2 separate regions of the Mus musculus genome follow, and region 1 is linked to region 2. Evidence: chromatin contacts called from public HiChIP or PLAC-seq data. All regions are on one chromosome and are shown on one strand. The core of a region is the stretch at or near the end of the contact, and the rest is flanking DNA. Distances in the headings are between cores, read along the strand shown. Region 1 holds the start of Bhlhe23 (basic helix-loop-helix family, member e23). Region 2 holds the start of Gid8 (GID complex subunit 8).

Region 1 (4,301 bases), core at 1,068-3,567, 67 kb before region 2:
TGGCGGGAGCTTGAAGCAGATGACCACATCATACACACAGCCAGAATAGGAGAGCAACTGATGCTTATATCACTCTCTTCATTTAACAGCCCAGGATCCCACCCCAGGGCACAGTAGACCTGCCTTCTCAGCCTACCGTCATGACCAAGATGTCTCCTACAGAAATACTCAGCTATACCTCCCAGGTGATTATAGATTCTGTCAGACAACTAACATTAGTCTTCTAACTGGAGGACATCTACTCTCCTGGCTGGGCAGTTTAGAAAGCTCAGAGTCTATCCCTCATAGACCCAGGTTGTATCTTTAATGCAAATCAATAGCAGTCATTGTTAAAGCAAAGCTTGAAGACCCACCACATCCATGGCCATGGCCTAGAGTTTAGTGCACCCTGCTGACACCCCACTCATAACAATATCCACTCCACATCACCCAAGAGCCTCCCATTCAGCATGGCCACAGGAGCCGTCCTCCACCCACAGGCTGAGACCTGGATCCGTGCAAACAGCGCTCTCTTCCTAGCCTCCCACACTGCTTTGGTCAGGCTCTGGAAGCTCTACTGGACTGGAGCAGACAAGTGCAATGCTGTCCTCCCCTTCCAATCTATGCAGTTGCTGCCACAGGGGCAGCTTCAAAACTACTCTCTTGGGATGTCATTCTGGAGGCCAACCTCCCTGTCATCCAAGGAGACAGACTCCCCTGAACAGCTTCAGGGGCTTGTGCTACTACTGTGTGCCTTTCCATCTTTGCATCCCAATGGCCCCATTATTCCTCTTGTAGATCTTGTCTCTTGTTGCCTGAAGTGATCCATAGCCTCAGGACTGCCAACTCCCACCCATACCACCATCAGCCCAGGGACAAGTACTTGGAAAAGGACTCTTAGAAGCACCTCATTCTTTGGGCCAGGATGTCCTTCTAGGTGATACCTGCCCTCCACAGTGTAGCTGGCCACATGGTGAACTAGTTCTGGCAGTCAAGAAGATGTTGTCTGGTTTCTTTCTTTTCCAGGCCCAGAGCAAAGTCTGATGTTCCTTAAGCACATATGTGTTTGTATCTGTGTTCTTGCATACTGGTGATGACATAGAGTTCCTGGAACCTTCCAGAAAACACATGGCTCTCACCGACACTCACTTCACAAGTGTGCCTCTAGCATCTATGCGCTCTTAGAGAGTGCCCAACAACTGAATAATTTCTTTTTCTGGTGAAACTCAGAACAGAGTTGGAAGCCAGGGAGACCCCATCTCTTACCATATTGAAGAGAATCGACCTCTTGCTGAAACCACAGAGCCCTAACAAGTTCATACCTTGGAGGACTTCTCAAAAAGCACCAAGCCCCTCAGCAGCCTTCATGTTTGGGGCTTTAGTTGACAAATATGAAGGGCCAGCCTGCAGCCTGCAGCTCCTCATGTTCTTTAGGTAGAAAGGGAGCCTTCAGCACTAGGTGGTACCAGAAACTCAACCTGCTCTGCCTTTCCTAACCTCAGAGAGTTTGAGTCTCCAATAAGGCAGAGACTTTGGCTTCGTGGCTCCCATACTAGGAAAGATGAGCCAGCCCCTAGCACAGCCCCTGCTCCTGAGTGTGTAACAACATAGGAACCAGACACTCAGGACCAGCCGGAGCACAGGAAGCACCAGGCTCTAGATTATCTGTTGTGTGGGGAGGGGTCTGGGCTGAGACTGAAGCCTGGGCAGGTGAAGTCAACCCCAGTTCCTCACTTACAAGAAGGAACCTGGACACTTCTACAGCGACCTCTGCTCAGCCCTCACTCCCCAGCCAAAACAGAAAATCCATCATACTCTTCCCCCCAGGACAAGACTGGGAATCCTTCACCTCAGAAGTCGAGGGAAACGTCTGTCTGTCCTAAGCAAAAGGTTTCATCCCAAACGCGGGAGCCACACTGGAATACACCTGTCAGGAGAACTTTGTGTTGAGGCGACAGACAGAAGGGACCGACGACCTGCCGCCTACAGGAAGATGATTTGATTTGGTTCAACTCGCAAGGATACGGAGACCTGGAGGAGAACCCAGCTGGGAGCTCCCGCTCAGCGCGCAGCTCCTGCGGATGGGGTCTCAGAACAAGGCAAGACTGGAGCTTTGGGAAAGTGACCCCGTAGGAAACAAGAAATGGCAGTTGAGGGGCCAAGAAGCAGGCAAAGCGCCCTCAGGTTCCGCGGCTCCCATCTTCAGGCCCGTGGGTCCGCATAGAGGGTGGAGCGGGGCTGGGAAGATGCCGGCAGCAGGTCCCCTCTGATTGGACGGCGTGAAGTCCCATCGGGAGCCTCAGCAGCTTAAAAACGAAGCCAATACGAGTGGGAGGTAGAGCGGCCCCGGCCGGCCACGCGCCTTGGTGAGAAGGCGCAGGAAGGGTGGCCGGCCGGAGAGGCCACGCGCAGGCCCGGGGACTGACAGACAGCTGGACAGGTGGACGCGCCCGCAGGGCAAGAAGCCATACTGCCGTAGCGGGCTCCAGAGGTCATGGCCGAGCTCAAGTCGCTGTCGGGGGACTCGTACCTGGCGCTGAGCCACAGCTACACGGCGACCGGCCACGCCTACGCTGCAGCGCGCGGACCGGAGACCACACGCGGCTTCGGTGCATCGGGTCCGGGTGGCGACCTCCCGGCGGCTCCCGCTTCTCGTGTCCCCGCCGCGACGGTGGAGAGCAGCGGCGAGCAGAGCGGCGACGAGGACGAAGCCTTCGAGAGGCGGCGGCGGCGGCGAGGGTCCGGGGTTGCGGTTGACGCACGGCGGCGGCCCCGGGAGCAGCGCTCGCTGAGGCTCAGCATCAACGCGCGCGAACGGCGACGCATGCATGACCTGAACGACGCGCTGGACGGACTGCGCGCAGTCATCCCCTACGCGCACAGCCCGTCGGTGCGCAAGCTCTCCAAGATAGCCACACTTCTGCTGGCCAAAAACTACATCCTCATGCAGGCGCAGGCCCTGGAGGAGATGCGGCGCTTGGTAGCATACCTCAACCAAGGCCAGGGCCTCGCGGCGCCGGTGGCCGCCGCGCCTCTAACGCCCTTTGGCCAGGCAGCGATTTACCCGTTCTCGGCGGGCACCGCGCTCGGGCCCTGCCCAGACAAGTGTGCCACCTTCTCAGGATCGCCCTCGGCGCTTTGCAAACACTGCGGCGAGAAGCCCTGAGGGCTCCGATCCCCTCTGCAGCCGCCTTTCTATTTAGACTGTTCCCTGTCCTCGCTGGCGGGACTCTATGAGAAAGCCCAGTACTCCGCTTACAGAACTGTTGGGTGCAGAATGAGAAGTCCGTCTGAGAAAGCCAGAGAGTTGGCGCTGGACTCTAGACCCTGCCGCATCCACTGAACTATCTCAGCTAAAAGGCTACGGGAGTGAGCAGTTAGTGAATGGTCCCACATCTGACAGGTGACTGCCCAAGGCTCAGGAGCGCAGGCACAGAGCATCGCGCTTGACCACATCCTAGCGTTGGATGGGGAACCCAGCCCCTTCTAAGCCAACTTGCAGGGCCTTGCTTGCTTCAACTAGACCTGTTCCTCAGGACGGGTGCGGCCCCTCACCTCGGGCCTCTGTTGGCTCCAAGACTCCAGACCCGGCCTAAAAGCAAAATTACGCCGAGGTCCTTTGGAGAGGTCGTGGAGGCAGACGCAGGAAGATCCCAGGAGGTGAGCTTTACAACGTTTTCCAAGTCTGAGCTTGTTCTGTTAACATTCTTGCCTGCCCAGAGGCTCAGGAAATTCAAGCCAGCCTCAAAAGTCTGTGGAAACATCTCTAAATAAGCCTGGAGCGCCACCGCCGGCCTCCTGTGGGCTGAGCTGGGTTTCACTTCTTTCTACTTGTCCCAAGGGGACTGGTGGAGCCCTCACAACCTGCTCAGGGCTACTTGACCCTGGAGGGTCAGCCGAAGAGTCTAGTCTAGCTCCAGGACCAACCAAGTCCCCTCTGCGCCAGTTCGGGAACTTCTGGAGGAAGCCGGGCTACCGGTGAGTACCCGGTGAGGTGTTGGACTGAATGGGAACTGGTCGCTCCCCAAATCGGACCACAGCCCAGAATCCTGCCACTGTACCTAGTCTGAGCCTTAGCCCGCGCGTCTCAGATGTTGCCTGGTTTTCCTCTGTGGCCATCAGCAGCTTCCGCCTCCATTTACCCAGTTTTCTTGGCTTTCATTGATGCAAAGCAAATCGGGAGAGGGCCACTGCTCAGCAAAGCGCCTGTCTATAGCGCTTAACTTGAATTAACGCATTGGAAAAGGCCCTTTTGTATTTGCAAAATGACGTGTGTGATTAAGTCTTATTCATAAAGACGTATGCTTAATACTGGTTTCTGC
Region 2 (3,876 bases), core at 1,196-3,695:
AAGGGTGGAGTCTTCAACTCCTCTGTGGGAAAACTGATAAGATGGCACAAGCCTCCTTCCTCCCTACTCCTACAACCTAGACAGTTCCAGCTGGCACCAAAGAAAGTGCAGTTCACTGATGAGCCTGCATAAGATGGCAAAATGTGGACACCACTCCCTAAGAAGTTCACTCAACAAGAGCCTGAATAAAGGAGCTCGATATACAGATGCCACATTCAAACCCTTGGGTATGAGTGTTCTGAAGATAAGGCTGTAGTTTTTCACACAGATCATATGGCACAAGTTCTGGCTTGATAGCCTCTCTAGAGACAGATGATGGTAAAAGCAAGCATATGATAAGCGTGCATATCAAACATGCATATTCACACTCGGTGTAAAGGAAGCTAAAACATGTTATCAAGTCAACAAATGGGTTCAAAAAGACTGTTCTGGCTGGATGTGTTGGCCATGACTTTAATCCCAGCACTTGTGAGGCAGAAGCAAGTTGATCCACAGACAGAACTCTGGCCCAGTCAGAGTGATATGGTGAGACTCTACCTCAGAAATAAATAAAAATAAAGAACGTTTTACATTCAAAGTATCTACGCTTTAGAAGGGAATATGGCTGCACATCACTTTAATAAAACAACACTGGATGGGAAAAATAGTACAAATTAAAAGAGAAGTACAAGTGACATGAGTTTTGTAAAATCAGATATGAAACAACTACATGGCATGTTTTTAGCACAAAATATTGTGATCTTAAGCAAAGACAAGGATTCATACAGAGACTCTTTTTTTTTTCCTGTGACAGGGTTTCTCTGTGTAGACTTGAACTCACTCTGTAGAGCAGGCTGGCCTCGAACTCAGAAATTCACCTGCCTCTGCCTCCCAAGTGCTGGGATTAAAGCCTTGTGCCACCACACCCGACCTTCACACAGGGATTCTTTTATGAGGGAGTAAGGCAGGACCCTAGGTGGTCCACAGGGCGTGTCAGCAGGGGTGGGGGTGGGGGGCAATTAGGGTAGCTCTAGGAGCATGGGCTGGATCATTTTCACTCGGTCAGTAACATACACTTCACAGATATTAGTTTGTGCACTGCAAAGGACCAGCTAATTTGTTTTACTATGTCATAAAATTGAAAGGTGGCTCTGGTTTCTGGTTTGACAATGGAATGCATACTGGATGGAAAGAGCTTAGCAGTCCAACAAAGAGATATCCTACTGCTGGTATAGTGGACATCAGAAGAGAAGCCAAGATCAAGCTTTGACCTCCAAATTAACTAATGGCAGCTGTTGCTGGACTGAATATGAAGGGACAAGAGAAAAGAAAGAAGCACGGACAGACTGCCATGTCAAGTGTCAGGCCTTAGAAATGAGAGCATGGCAACGTGGGAGAGATGCAAGTAAAACAGGTTGGAGGAGCAGGGCAAGTCTGGTGCAGAGGACTCTGGCAGTTAGGTGTGGTAGGCCTCTGGATTACAGGTCATGGGGACCCACGCTAAAAACAGTAATTTGGGAAACACGCATATACACATACTGTGGGAAAGATATTTAAACAAGAGTCTTTTAAAAAGATATTAAGTTTAAAAAAACATTACGATTCCAAAGCCCATTTGTGGAGAGTTTGCGCAGTGAATGCTATAGAGACTTCGAATTTGGGGCATGCCAGGATTTCTAGTTCTGGCGGACTTGAAGATCCCAGCAGCCCAAAAGGTAGTAGTAGTATGGAGGAGGCGGGAAGTGAAACTAAACCGGGTTGATGCCGCTCCATGCCACAGGATGACAGCAGAATTCACCGATTCGACTTTTATTCAGAAGTAAGGTAAAGATCAGTGTTGGAAAAATGTTCCCCAAGAAGGTCCTTGCCTCTCGATTTCCACTCGGCGCCGGGAAAGGTTATCAAGCAAGGCTAAGGACAGAGACGGGGGCAGTGTTTCTGTAGGACTCAGAGGTCCCAAAATTCAGCGGTTACACAGTCGCCGGGGATGCAGCCTAAGCCCCGAGGATGACTTTTAGCGCAGTAGCTGCGTCTTCACCTTTCCGCTGTCCCCTTCACCGCGCCTTTAATGGCAGAGACGTGCGAACATTTGCAGTAACTATTCGGGTCCCGGCAGCACCCGGACTAACAGCGCGGCCTCCAGTCCTCCCGCTCCGGGGCCCGGCCGTGGAGGGCAGAACTGACCGCCCCGATCCCCGCTCTTGCCTTGGGCTTCGGATACCCTGGGCAGGGCAGCCTGTCGGGCACAGACCCCCGACCTCTGACCTCCGCGCCTCGGTCCACCCCGGAGCCCCGCGGAGACGCTCGGCACGGCCGTCAGGGCCCGCTGCGGCCATCTTACCGTGCGGATCCCGCCTCCCGTGCGACAGTGTCTGGGTGGCGGCTCCGCGGCCGCTCCCGGGGCCGGGGAGGGGCGGCAGAGACTGCGGAGATAGAGGAGGCGGAGGCGGCGGCGGCGGCGGGGGCGGGGGCGGGGCGCGGAGCGGAGGTAGCTACACCGGCGTCGGCCCCTCAGACACCTCTCGCGAGATCGTAAGATTTCGAGATGCGAACTGGCAACCAATGGAATCCTCTCGCGAATCGACCGCCCGGGCGGTCGCCGGAAACCAGGGTCTCAACTTCCGTTTTTGCGCAGAACTCTTCGGCAGGGCTCTGGCTCTACGGGTTGGCGCGAGAGTCAAAAGGCTCGCATCGCTTTTGCGCAAGATGGCTGCTGCGGGGGCATTCGCGTACTGAGTGCTAGCGCGGGGATGGAGACGTGTAGACTGAGTTCGAAACGAAGGTCCCAGCTCTTTTCTTGTTTTTGTGTGTGTGAAGTGGGGGTGGGGCGAGTAATAGGTGTGTGTGAACACCGGAGTGCGCGAGATGAGGAGGGCATTCCCCGGCTTGTAGTCCGCCAGGCTCTAGTCCCAAAGACAAGGCCTCCGGATGTGAGCGAGCTCCTAGGATTTATTCCGGGAACGTTGTAATCGAGGCCTGATCAGCGTCAGAACGGCCCTGCCTAGAGCGATCTTTGTGGCCACGCTGGAGAGCGGACTGCGGAGACTGTTGTTCCCTCGTTTCTGGGCACTAATAAAGGTGACTCCCTAGTGCTGGGGTTCTCAGGGACATGCACGAAGTTAATCCCTACTTCTAAGGCAATCATCGAAGCAGAGCGGATCCATGCTTCAGAAGTGCTCACAGTGGGGACCCCTCCGCCGAGGGTACTCCCTACTTCTGGGCGCTCACAGTGAGTGTCTTTTTTCTTAGCGGCGTATGGTGTGGACCCAGCTCTGAACTTCGGCGGAGGGGATTTCTGCCGCCGGAGAAGGGACCCCTATTCCTCCCAACCCCGAATCCTGTTTACCCAATGCCTTGTTATGGGTTAGATATTCCGGTAAGGGATGGGGGAAGTTGGAGGCTCTTTAACACTGCCGGATAGGAACGGTTAAATGGGTATTTGCATATTTATGTGTCCATTGTCTACCGGAGGTGAATGCAAATTCAGTCATTGTAATGTAAAGAAATTCTGGAATGCTTCTGGAAGGAATGTTGGTCCGTCCGCCCTGAGATGTTTGGGTGTGCTTGTTTAAAGATGAACTGTCCAGGGAAAGCAACTTCTCATTGAGTCACTGAAAATAAGACCAGTTTAGCAGATCTGTCAGACACAATGACCACAGTGGCAGTCTCTTAACTCCATAGCTCTACCCGAAGCTATCCAGGTTGGTATCGACAAACTTTGTAGCACTTACTTTAACTCTGGGTAAAGTTGGATTATCAACTCAAACTTGTGCAAGGGAAGAGGCTGGTATCATGAGGAGAGAAGAGGGTTAACTCAGAATGTTAATGCCTCTGTGGATGGTGGATGAGCAATCTGCTAGTCCCCTAGTCTTTTCTACAAACTAGCTCCTGTTGAGG

The links. HiChIP or PLAC-seq counts read pairs in DNA pulled down with a chosen protein or histone mark.
Region 1: an H3K4me3 HiChIP or PLAC-seq map of embryonic stem cells shows a contact between it and region 2, with 30 read pairs. The contact joins the promoter of Bhlhe23 here to the promoter of Gid8 in region 2. A contact is called at or near these places in 3 of 39 promoter capture datasets (the SN4741 cell line, cranial neural crest and macrophages), 3 of 484 Hi-C or Micro-C datasets (embryonic stem cells and stem cell-derived neural progenitor cells), 7 of 115 datasets of contacts at active chromatin or transcription factors (embryonic forebrain, embryonic stem cells, forebrain and 2 more) and 3 of 9 other capture datasets (adipose tissue, liver and pancreatic islet).

What each region holds. Positions count from the first base shown.
Region 1 is chr2:180,774,916-180,779,216 of GRCm38.p6, reverse strand. It overlaps Bhlhe23 (basic helix-loop-helix family, member e23), which reads left to right and starts at 2,317. Exons shown (of 1, transcript NM_080641.5): 1 at 2,317-4,301. The coding sequence starts at 2,474. The coding sequence ends at 3,145.
Region 2 is chr2:180,708,795-180,712,670 of GRCm38.p6, reverse strand. It overlaps Gid8 (GID complex subunit 8), which reads right to left and starts at 2,445. Exons shown (of 5, transcript NM_001289652.1): 1 at 2,321-2,445. It also overlaps a transcript of Dido1 not described here.